Linked DNA regions of Anas platyrhynchos: region 2 is linked to region 1. The links are chromatin contacts, called in public Hi-C maps. All regions are on one chromosome and are shown on one strand. The core of a region is the stretch at or near the end of the contact, and the rest is flanking DNA. Distances in the headings are between cores, read along the strand shown.

Region 1 (5,901 bases), core at 2,578-5,077:
GCTACCAGTTACTGGATGAAGGGTATGGTCTTTGGCTTTCACTTCTTGCAGTTACGGGAAATTCAGAAGCTAACAAATAAGGTGTCTGTTGTTCTGCTGGTGTTTGGTTGAGAAAGCAATGTATCTGCCACATGACTCTTCGTGTGTGGTACTGCTCAAAGGCCAGCAATGTCTGGAAACAGGTTAAAAGGCTTGTGGAACTTCTGCTTTGTGTTGTTACTCTACATGACATGGGCTTTAAAGCTCAGCTGGAAATACTGTAAATATGTTTTTATACTTGGTGTTGTAGTATAAATAGGAAGGGACACTTAAATGGCATTTCACTTTTTTCCTTTCTCCTTCTCTTGAATCTTCAACTAGTAGGCAAAAAATTAATCTTCCAAACACCCATGAAATACAAAAGTAATCACTTTTCTGGGAGGTGTGTGTTGTTAGGCCCATTTAAAAGATGAGATTGTGAGGACCTTACCCAACACAGTGTGCAAATTCAATAGCATCTGTGGCAATCAAATTCTGTCTCTTCAATATGTGAGCCACCAGGCCAGCTTCTGCTTCCTGCTCAGCTTGGGATTTGAATCTAGAAATTTGGATTGTATAATGAATAAATTTAGTCGGATTTCCTTCATGATGTAGTTTAAATTATATATTTTAAATTATTAAATGTATAATACCACTATTGAATTCCTGAACCTGGTCAAAGCTGTGAAGGAAGTGACAATCTGTCACTTCATTCATTTTATTCTGTCATTTAATCACCTAGAATTTTCCAATTTTAACATTAGTTGTAGCTTAGCCAATCATATAGATACAGATAGGACAAAATGGTGTCTGGGTTTCCGTTTAAACGTCTGCTGTGTTCATAAAACTTGAATTCAAGGCTAGAAGTAACAGTGTGTACAGTCTGACAAATGACATCTTCATCTGCCTACTCTAATTGTCTTCTAGTTGGGCTAATCTGCATTGTGTAGCTCCAACTAGAAGAATTCCTATCTTAAGAGAATGCTGAAGTCAGGGCTTCTAGGCAAAATAAAGGAACATTAATTACTCAAAATTGCTTAAAGCTGGAACTGTGCCTCTAATGACAGTACTAATTACTCAAAATCTGACAATGTAAAAAGTTCCCTTTAATTTGGCTGATCCTTCCCATGGAGTTTATATCTTCTTGGCTCTCCAGTGTCTGCCCACAATTTTAATTTGTTATCACCATTGTAAAATTACTGAGTAAATGAATTGTCTCTTCTTATTTGGAAAGGATAGATCATAGCTGTTGAATGTGTAGTTTATTTCAATATTTTGTCCCTCTGGATAATAGCTCTGCTGTGTTTTTGTTAATTTAAGCAACGTTAAATTTGTTAACTTTTGTTAAGTTAAGCAATGTGACTCTTGTCTTGTCTCCTACCATTGCAGGTAGCTTAGAAATACATTTCTTTGGTTCAGACTTGATAGCTCTTTTGTTTGTTTGTTTGTTTGGTTGGTTGGTTTGTTTTGTCATTTTCCTCAATTTTGCCACTAAGTCAGAGTCAGAAAAAGCAATAATAAGAGATTTAAGTTGCAAAGTCAGCACACAGAAAATTAGAAAACATAAGAATGGAAATTGTCTATGTAATTTTAATTTTACTCCTTCATGCATATGTAATATGGTGCATCAGTACTGTATTTTCCATTACATATAACTAATAAGTCATTCATTCAGTGTTTTCCTAGCAATTCTGCTGCTATTCTTATTTTCAAAATTTAGTTCTACAAAGTAGTATTAAAACCAGAGAAGTCACTTTGCTGTGTGGATTTGATCCTGCAGAGAAGGAATTAGTAGAAAGTTTCCTATTCATTTCAGTAGGTGTAGCAGCTAGCCACAGAATTTTCATCACAAGCATTCCCTTTAAAACACGTTTTAATATTTTAATTCATTTACAGTCAAAATACTGAATTGATGTTACTTAATTTAAACCCAGTTTTGTTGACATAAAACTTTCCAGTGGCTTATTCTCATTTAGTCTTTGGTTTCCTTTCAAGTCTTCCTTTCTGTATGGCTGAATGAGCTAGTTATTTCTGCCTCTGCAAATAGGAATATTAGTTGTTTACAGTGATTCCAGTCATACAAGGACACAATTAAATGTCCTTGCCTTTGCAGCACAAGCTGCTTTTAGCCGTGATTTATAATTACATTCTATTTTAATTTCTTCATAAGAACTTACATAGTCAACAACTTAATATGGTCAAAAATAATTGTTTTTTAAATTATGTTTTTTTCCTGCAGCGAGCGGGCACTACCGAACTAAATAAAACTAATGAATAAGTGAAGGGGGAAGGGCAAGGCAAAACAGTGGTTTATCTTTCTTTGTCAAAACAAAGCTGAATAAGAAGCTTGTGCTACTAGGAAGGTTTGGCTGATGTTACAGACACGGAGGGAGGGACCTTAGGATAAAAACAGAAGAGCAGTCATACAGTTGCTCTTACTGATTTTTCTTTTTTCCTGCATACAGAAAATTTTTGGCATTCCCCAACAAAACCCACAAACACACCTACGTCAAAAATTTAAATAGGTTTTGAAATCAAATACTTGAAGCTCAAGAAATGCCACATGTATATAAATGGCCAGAAGAATTCTAATTCTACCTCTCCAGGCCTCCAACCTGGACACTGAATGAAAAGGGATTGTGTTAGAAAGAAACAAGCAAAAAAACCCAAAGTATGTGAGCGCATAGTTGAAGCTTGTTACCAATCATGCTTGCATGCACAGTGAGGAGGACTTACATTTCCTATTCGTTTTAGTTATTTGGATTTTTTAAGAAGGTTTGCTGATAATTGAAGTATCACATAGCCTTTTGCTGTTACAACTGACATCTGTTTTCTTCATGGTCCCATTGTATTTATAAAACCATAAGCCTTGGGACACAGGGTCTGTCACTCTCATTTGCTTATAAATAGTTAGGGCTAGCTGTGGCCCTGTGAAAATAATCATTTGTTGTTGAGCTCCTTTGGACCCAAAGAAGGATGTTGAAAGTGCGTGTTTCCCTGTACTCTTCTAGAGATATAACAGACTTTGGCAGCATCCTTTGTATCAGCCAGGCCTTCTTAAGCTCCATGAAATTGCCCAAACGTGGTACAGCGTTGCTGTGTAGAAATTTGCCAGGCAACCCACAGCTCTTATCTGTGGGGCACTTTGAGACACGAGGCTGCAGGGTCTCAGCACCCAGCACAACACCTTCCTTGGCCTCACCGCCCATTTTCAGTCCTGGGCTGTTGAGACTTGCAACCATTTTATTTGTCTACTCCTTTGTGGGCTTAATTTGACTAAACAAACTGGTTTACAAGTTCTTTTGGCATACTGAGAGCTTGAGCTGCAGCCGTGGTTTCTCTCTGGTAGCATAGATACGTGTAAATAGACTTTATGGATTTTACAGCTCGTGCTTTTTATTAGAAGCAGAAGCTCTTGCAGGATCCTGGAAATGACTGACCAGCGCCCTGATTTACCTTGTTAAACAAGATGGGTATTTCCATGAGCTGTCACAAATGCATGCCAGCAGATAGACAGGACTGCAGCGAGCCAAGAAACCAAGTATGGGCATCGAGCATACCAGAGGGCAAGAGTGACACTCAGGAATGTAACCTCCTGAAGTTCCCTGGTTAAGGCAAGATGCCACCTGGCACGACTCCTGGCTGCTGTAAGTTTAAAAATAACAAATAGCATCCCTATTACATAAGGAAATCTTTTGTCCATGTTTAATGGGGCAATTTGATAGGAGAGAAAGAATAAACATGTAGCTTCTCTGAACTCTTACTTGTGGTTAGTGCTCAGGGCCAAAACAACTGAAAATACCACGGCTGATTGTAAGCAGGCACCCGCACACAAACCGCTGGCACTGAGCAGATGAAACCGGTGAGAAATTCCAGTGTCTGAGCCTGCTCATCAGTGGCATCCCCCCCAGTTCACAGCCCTGGTGCCAGCTCAGCCCCAGGAAGGACTTCAGTGCCTTTAGTGCTGATGGAGTTACCAGAGCATAAATACCTCCGAAGTGTGTGCATAGCCAAAGCAGCCTGTAAGCCTCTGGAAGGCCACAGTGTCTCGGTCACATTCTGCTCCTTATCACCATCAAATAGATAATGAAGAAGCGGCTGAAGGTATTGTGGATGAAACTGAAACTTCTCCCAGTGGTGTAAGCTGTTTTCACCACAGGCCAGGTCAGTACGGCTGTTACGTGATAACCTTTACCAACATTTCTGGGAAGCTTCCCAGGCCTGTTGTTAGCAGATGGTCCTCACACGTCTCTTCTAGGTCCTCAGGTCTACTCACACCCTCTGTCCTCCCAGAACGGGCTGCTTCCACCACCCATCTTTTTGTGACAAAGTGCTTTCTGGTGCTCCTCACTTAAGTTAGGAGGGCAGAAGGCATTTGAGATTTAAAGGCATCAAGATATCCTATTCTGTAAGAACTGAATTATCCTTGTTTGGAAGAGGTGATGCTGTCTGATCCTCATCCCGGGCTGTGCTGACTGTTAGAGGTCCTGGAGGATGTCAGAGGTTGTTCAAGCACTTTTAAAACTGTGCTGGATGCCTAAAAAGCCTGACCCTGCATGGAGCCTCCTCCCTGTCCCATGGTGTGGTGGGCTCCTTGTACAGCTCGTGCAGAGCACACACCTCCATCACAACAACCTCAGCATGTTGTTGGGTATTTTTGTTGTTACAAAGAAGAAAAAGTTCTAAGTAATTCTGATTTCCAGTGGTTTCAATACGCTGTTCGATCTCAAAGATGGAAAACCTGCCGTGGGCAGATGGGTGCATTATGGATATGGCACAAGTTACCCTCCTTTTCTTCCTGTACAAGCTCCTAAGCAGGTTACAGCTTACTTTAACTGGTGGGTGGAAATGTTCAGCTGACTGAATTAGCAAAGAAGATGAGGAGGAAAATGGTTTGTCAAAGTTAGAAAATGCAGAAGTTAGCTTTTAGTTCCAAACAGGATGGCTATTTTCCAAACAGGCCAGATTTCCTCTTGTCCTCTTCAGGGCAAGATGAAATGGCCTCAAGCTGTGCCAGGGGAGTTTTAGGGTGGATACTAGGAAAAATTTCTTCACTGAACGGGTTGTGAGGCATTGGATCAGGCTGCCCAGGGACATGGTTGAGTCACTGTCCCTGCAGGTATTCAAAAGACGTGTCCCTAGCACCACGCCTAGGGACATGTCATAGTGCTAGGTTAGCGGTTGGACTTGATGATCTTAGAGGTCTTTTCCAACCTAAAGGATTCTGCGATTCTATGATACAGCTACTTGGGGTCTGAGTGTGTGATATTCAAATAAAACTCCTTCAAAAATGATCACCTGTGCAGCAATTTGGCATGAAGTAGCTCTCGGTGCTTTATTATGTCATATTTTCTTCTGCATAGCCAAGGCTGCAGACTGCAGAGCACAGTCTGCGTGAGGAAAACCACAGCAAACTTGCCAATTGTTTCCAGAGATTGGTTCAAACTTAGAAAATATTCATTGGTGCTCTCAAATAAAATCAGGGGTTCCCCTTTTGTTTTCTGAATCCCTTTTTATATTATTTCAGCTGTCTTTGGACAAAGAAAGGATAAAAAAATAACCACAGAGAGATCAGGAGTACATCTTTGACATTGTTTAATAAGAAAACAGTGACTTTTGTTGATTTATTCAGTTAATGCAGAGCAGGCAGTCTCAGTCTTTGTTAGTTTTTTGTGTGTGTGTGTGTCCCAGTGGAAGACGAACACATGGCAGGTGAGTGTGGGTTTGTGTTTTTCCCAACACAAGTGGTATAGATGGTTGCTTCTCCAAGGGAAGAATGAAGGGAATGTGACCAATGCAGTCCTTCTGCAAACAGCACAGCTTATGTGTGTGCTTTTCTGCTCCGCCTGTGCTGATGCTCCCCTTCCTGTTAACAGAACGGTG
Region 2 (5,471 bases), core at 1,175-3,674, 41 kb before region 1:
AAGGACAACTGGCATTCATTATTAGGAACTCTTGACTATGAAGAAGATAGTTGAGGATGAAGTACTTCTGGTTATGAGACCATCAAGACCAGCAGAATTGTGAGAAACAGATTCCGTCATATTTTGCTGTTTCCAGCTCAACAAAGCAAGATGTGTTTCTTCCAGATCTCTGTACCCTAAAGGAAGTGTTTGAAGGACTGGGTCTCACTGCTCAGTGAGTTTGCTTTAATACCATTGGCATGACTGGAAAACTTTGTCAGATCTTGCCCTGTGGTATGATTGCTAGCATATCTGTATCTGTATTTGGTCAAAACTTCTGACTAAGAAAATGCATGATACTTTTTTTTTCCCTCTGCTTGAAAATAACACATTCTGTTAACAGTAAATGTTATGGAAACTCATAGCACTTAGCTTCTGAAAAACACCGCTATGAACAAAAATACCCTGCACTCTGCTTTAAAGATAATATTTATATTTTCTGCTGAGAGAGTAATGGGAAGGAATATCATTAGAGCTTGAGAATGTCACTACAAGTGGTGTGCATTGTCTGTCCCACCTAAGTTTTTTTTTTTTTTTTAAATGGAGTACAACCTTCAGTGAGTTCCTCTGTGTAAGGATAAATATAGCTCCAAGAGCGGTGGAAACCAGACTTGTAGGTTGGAGTGGAAGTGACTGCTGTGATGCCCTCACTAGGTGCTGTAATTTCTGCAAAAGATCTGTGCAGGGGAAGGCAAAACGTGGAACAGATTCTGCAAATGGGAAATTGTGGTGAATCGTGGGTCTATGGATATGCCGCAAAAGTCAGGCGGGGCTGTTTTCTGAATCACCAATTTGCTTTTCTAAATGTTAATTATTTTTCTTACATCTTAAGCTATATAATCTTACGACTGTTTTGTAGCAAGAGTTCAAAACTGGACTGATAAAATCAGTGTAAAAACTTCTTAGTGTTTAAACCTTGCCTCAGCTATTCCCGTAGTCTGATCAGAACTGTTCAGGCTTTGAAAATGATTAAGCAAACTTCTGTGCAAAAACAGCCCTAGAGATGGAGGTGCTCTCTATGTCACTCTTTGGATCATTTACATTTCAGTGTGAGGAGAAAATAATGCAACCACCCTTAAAAGGCCGTGTTTCCTAAGAGCAAGCTGCATCTGCACCTGCACAAATACACACGCACTTGCTGAACTCCAGGTCCTACCCCCTGCCTGGTGGTACTGAGATGGAGGAGGCACTGGGGAGGCTCTTCTCTCGGCTGTCAGTCTGTCAGACGGTGTGCGTGCCCTCAGGCTTGGGGCAGGGAGGTGAGAGGCTGCAGGAGCACTGCTTTGGTGTCCTGCATGGGTCTGGGGGCATCCAGCCCTCCCCAGCTCCGGGCAGCTGCTGTCACCATCTCATGATGACCAGCATGGAGGAGGCAAGTCTGCTTGCTCCCCAGGTACCTATTCGTGTCTGTCCCATTAAATTCCTGCCATTGCTGGGAAAGAGGTGCAGCCGTCATCATTTTCGCTTACCCTGCCAAGGACAGGCTTCGATTTCACCCTCAGTGTCTCACTGATACTTAGCTAAACCATGTCATTTTAAGCTGGTCCAAACCTTGTGAAGGATTTGGGGATCTCCAGCTGCGATCTGTGTCTTCTCATTTTTACAGGGCTGTCTGTATAAAAACTGCCTGCTGGTAAAACAAGTGCTGGGTAAGCCTGTGTTTGTCATTCCTGACCTGTGTGTCAGAAATCCCCCCTGGCTGCATGAAGAAACGATTGCTGAGCCCTTTCCGATAGAATAATCCGCGTAGCCCGCGTGCATGCAAGCACCACAGTTCATGCTTCAGACCCGCACATGGAGCTCAGCGCGAGTAGTGTGTGTGGCTGCTATGGTGATTAAAATACATAAATAAGATAGATGAGCACGGACCGTGTTAGCAGTGCCTTGCTGGCAGCCGTTCAGATGGCAGCCAGCTCCAGCCCGCGGTGCCGGGCGCGTTTCATCGCCCCAAACAGCCAAAGCAGCGGGAGCGCCGGCGGCTCCTGTGAGGGGAGGAGTTACGCCATGGCCCCTCTACCTTGTCAGCGAGCAAATTCAGCCCCGAAGTGGCAAACAAAGGGCTTTTGTGCACTTTTACAGCTCGGCGAGGGTTAGCGGCCTGCCACAGTTTTGAGCCGGGATGAGCTCGGCGCTGACCTGCCTGAGAGGGGACCGGGGGGTCGCGGGGCAGCCGGGGGAGGCTCGGTGGGGAGGTCTCGCTCCCGTTTCAGGCACGACACAGGGAATGGTTAAAAGCGGCTCCCACTTACCTGGGTCTGCGCTTTGCTCACGTGTAGGCGAGCGTTTTGGCTGCCTTAGGACGCGGCTGTCAGCGATCGGGGCCGTTTGCTCGCGGTCAGTCCCGCAGATCCAGAGGTCCCCTCCGCCGCGGTTGACATCCTCGCCTGGCCGCGGGCTCTCGCTGCCTCGGATTCCTCCTCCTTCCCCTCTCACCTTCTAACATCCTCCAACTGCAGAACTCATCCCTCTCCTGAGATGCCGAGCGGTGCACTTGCCCCAGGAACTTTCTCCAGGCAGGACCCAAATTCAAAGCCAGCCTTTCATTTTCGCGGCGGAGTGGTGAGGGCGAAGGCAGTGAGGGGAACTGGAGCGCTCGCTTCCTTTAAATCCCCACCAGAGTCTGCCGAGCGCTGAAAGCGAAGCCGCTTGTCATGGTGAGCTTCAGAGTTTAACTTCAGGGGGGAGGGAGAAAGTGGAAAGCAAACTGAATGCTGTAGTGGAGATTTCTCTCTTCCCCCACTGGGCCCCTTGCCGACTGTTTTTATTGATTTCAATCACTGGAGGCTAGCGAGCTCGCAGAAGAAACACTGTGTAATGTGTTCTTTCCTGGCTTTCATTAAAGAAACTCAATGCAGTGCGGTCACGCTGCCGAGCTCGCCTGGCAACCTGCCTACACCCTGTGGTACCTCTTTCATTGGAGGAGATGGAGCTCGTGGTTTGTTTTTTTTTTTTTTTTTTTTTTTTTTCCTCCCCTCCAGCACTGATTTCAAAACAGCTTATCCTCCGCTTCTACCTTCCGCGAGCCCAAAGCCGTTTAAAGTTGGGAAGCGACTGTCAGCACCCCGACGGGGAAGGTCGTGCTGGTGGCGGTTCAAGAGCCAAGGGCTGGGACAGCCCCGCACTCCTTTTATTAAAATTCTTCTCGGGGAGGGCTGAAGAGGGGCTGAATGTGAGCCACGGCGATGTGGATACAAATGATTCCCGAGGGTTCTTTTTTCTCCTTCTCCTTCTCGTTTCTCCCTTCCCCTGATTGGAGAACGTGGTTTAATTAAGGCTAAGAGAGTAAGCGGAGTCCTTCTGCAAATCTGTGAAAATTCCTGGCACTGTCGTCGTGCAAATGAAGCAAAACGACATTCCCCAAGCCTGCAGTAGTGCAGTTGTCTTAAATACTTCTGCTGCATTCAGGACTGTGATACTGGTGGAGAAAAATGAGAAATAAAATATGGTACTAATTTATGCTTTAGAACTTAATCTGTTACAGTATGTACTTTATAGCAGCAAACAATCTATAAAGTGGAATTCAACAAGCTAGTTTCTGTAAGTCGTATTGTTCTGTGTGCCTGTAAATCCTTTCATTTAATTTAGTAATTTGCTTAATTTCTTCTTATTATGCAGATTCTAACGTTAATACATTATGTGCTCTTCAGAACTGGATGTAAATCTATGAAACATGCAAATATCACCCAGTTGTAAATAAAGCCTGATTTCGAGCCACAAGGGCTGTACCCATTCAAAATTACAGCTGCAGATTTAGGGTACCACCTGGTAGCTTGTGCTCATGAGATACCGTGTCTGGGTACGTAAGGACATACTCTTTTAACATTTGCACCAGTACTAAAAGAATCCGTTCCTGGATCAGAAAGATAAAAAGATTGTTCTTATTTAAATCTGGCTTCCTGCAGAACTTGTTTGAGGCTTTTCTGCCTGGATTGCATCTACAGAAACCTTTCCAAATCAACGTAATTTATTCCCAGTGTTTCTGTTGCCAAGAGTTGAGATTTTTAAAGCAACTAGCTTTTATGAAAAATTTTAATTATTTCTTTATAACATATATAATTTTTTTAAATCTTCCTATGGAAGTTCTACAGACACGATATAAGGAAGTCTTATTTCTACAAATGTTACTTTTAAATCAAAGCTTGCTTTCTGCGTGGGAATTATGTTTCATGTGCTCTCTCTGGTCATACTTCTTATTCTCATAAGGTGCTAAATGACAGAAAATGGTTATTTAAATTCAATATGGCTGCAAACTATTTTGTGTAAATTCTATAGCTGTAGTTGTAGCATAGTCCTTTGGCAAGCCTCAAATAGTAAATCATTTGTCAGTCTTTCTTTTATGAACCTTGCATCTAAAGATTTGCCAGCCTTTCTTCTTTGTAGTTTTTGAACTGTATTTATAGATTCTGCTTTTTTGTTTTTAAGCTGGCAGATGGCCAGTTATTTATCTGGCTTCATATGTATTGTGTACGAGGGAAACAGAACATTTTGTATGCTAATATCGTGCATGGTGCATACTTGGGGCAAAAGGCTGCTTGTAAGCAGGATCCATTATGTGGCGAGTCGGTAGCTCCTAGTCCGTTCTCGGTCAGCGAACAAAGCCCCTTTGACATGGCTCTATATTAAAAGTTATGAAATAACACGAGCTTAATGAACAAACAAGGCACAATGCTGCTACTATGAAGCGAGCTGTATCGTCCATTTCCCCTTCTTTCTCTTCAGAGTTCAAAAATTTGAAGCCCTCTTTATACTTGTCTCTGTTAGTCATGTTAAAATTTATTCCTCTGAATTTCTGATGCCACTTGCTTTGCTGTTCTTTTGCTGGGCTGGTACAAAAAGGTGAAAGCACATTGACTTTTGGGGCAGTTGAACTCACTGGTGGTAACAGAAACTTGGTTTCCTTCCTTTTTCCGGCTCCCTTCCTGTCGCCTTTGTCAGGTTTCCTTTTCCATCACCTCTCTGCCCCAGCCAGTTCCTTACATTTAGTTTCCTTTGCCAGGGCACACGGCTGTCAGGTCGCACCCAGGGTGTTGCAGTGCTGCCAGAGCTCTGAGGATGTCTGCTGGAGGAGGATGAGCAGCACTCCTGGCCCCAGCAAAGGCAGCAGTTGTGCTGCGCCATGCGCCCTTTGCACCTTGTGCCACACACAGGTTGGGCAGAGCCCCTCACCAGGCAGCAACTTCTGACCTACACATACAAATCCCAAAGGCACATTTGCAATATATGAAAATCAGGTTCATTGGGGCACTTCTTCAGAGTTTCTGACTCTTGTCAACTTTATTCTGTGCTGGCAGGAGACAGCTGGGCATGCAAATGTAGGAGTCTTTAACAGCGGGAGAAGGAGGAGCAGAAGCCTTTAGAAGACATCTTCAGTCATACTGAAGTATGAGACAGCAAAGGCCCTTTGGTTAACTATAAAGCTGGACACAAATTTA

The links. Hi-C and Micro-C count contacts between places; a contact is called where the count stands out from the background.
Region 2: a contact with region 1 is called in a Hi-C map of skeletal muscle, with 1.8 times the contacts expected there. The contact joins the promoter of GPR146 here to the enhancer-like site in region 1. A contact is called at or near these places in 4 of 8 Hi-C or Micro-C datasets (liver, skeletal muscle and subcutaneous adipose tissue).

What each region holds. Positions count from the first base shown.
Region 1 is chr15:14,237,372-14,243,272 of IASCAAS_PekinDuck_T2T, reverse strand. It overlaps CHLSN (cholesin), which reads left to right. Exons shown (of 5, transcript XM_027468889.3): 5 at 1-1,989. Among named protein-coding and RNA genes, the nearest start is that of CYP2W1, 12 kb to the right of the region's middle. Within about 2 kb of position 3,827, at least 3 of the 8 cell types and tissues checked have an H3K27ac peak or open chromatin away from gene starts, as enhancers often do.
Region 2 is chr15:14,276,961-14,282,431 of IASCAAS_PekinDuck_T2T, reverse strand. It overlaps GPR146 (G protein-coupled receptor 146), which reads right to left and starts at 2,424. Exons shown (of 3, transcript XM_005020082.5): 1 at 2,289-2,424. All of the region lies in intron 2 of CHLSN (cholesin), which reads left to right.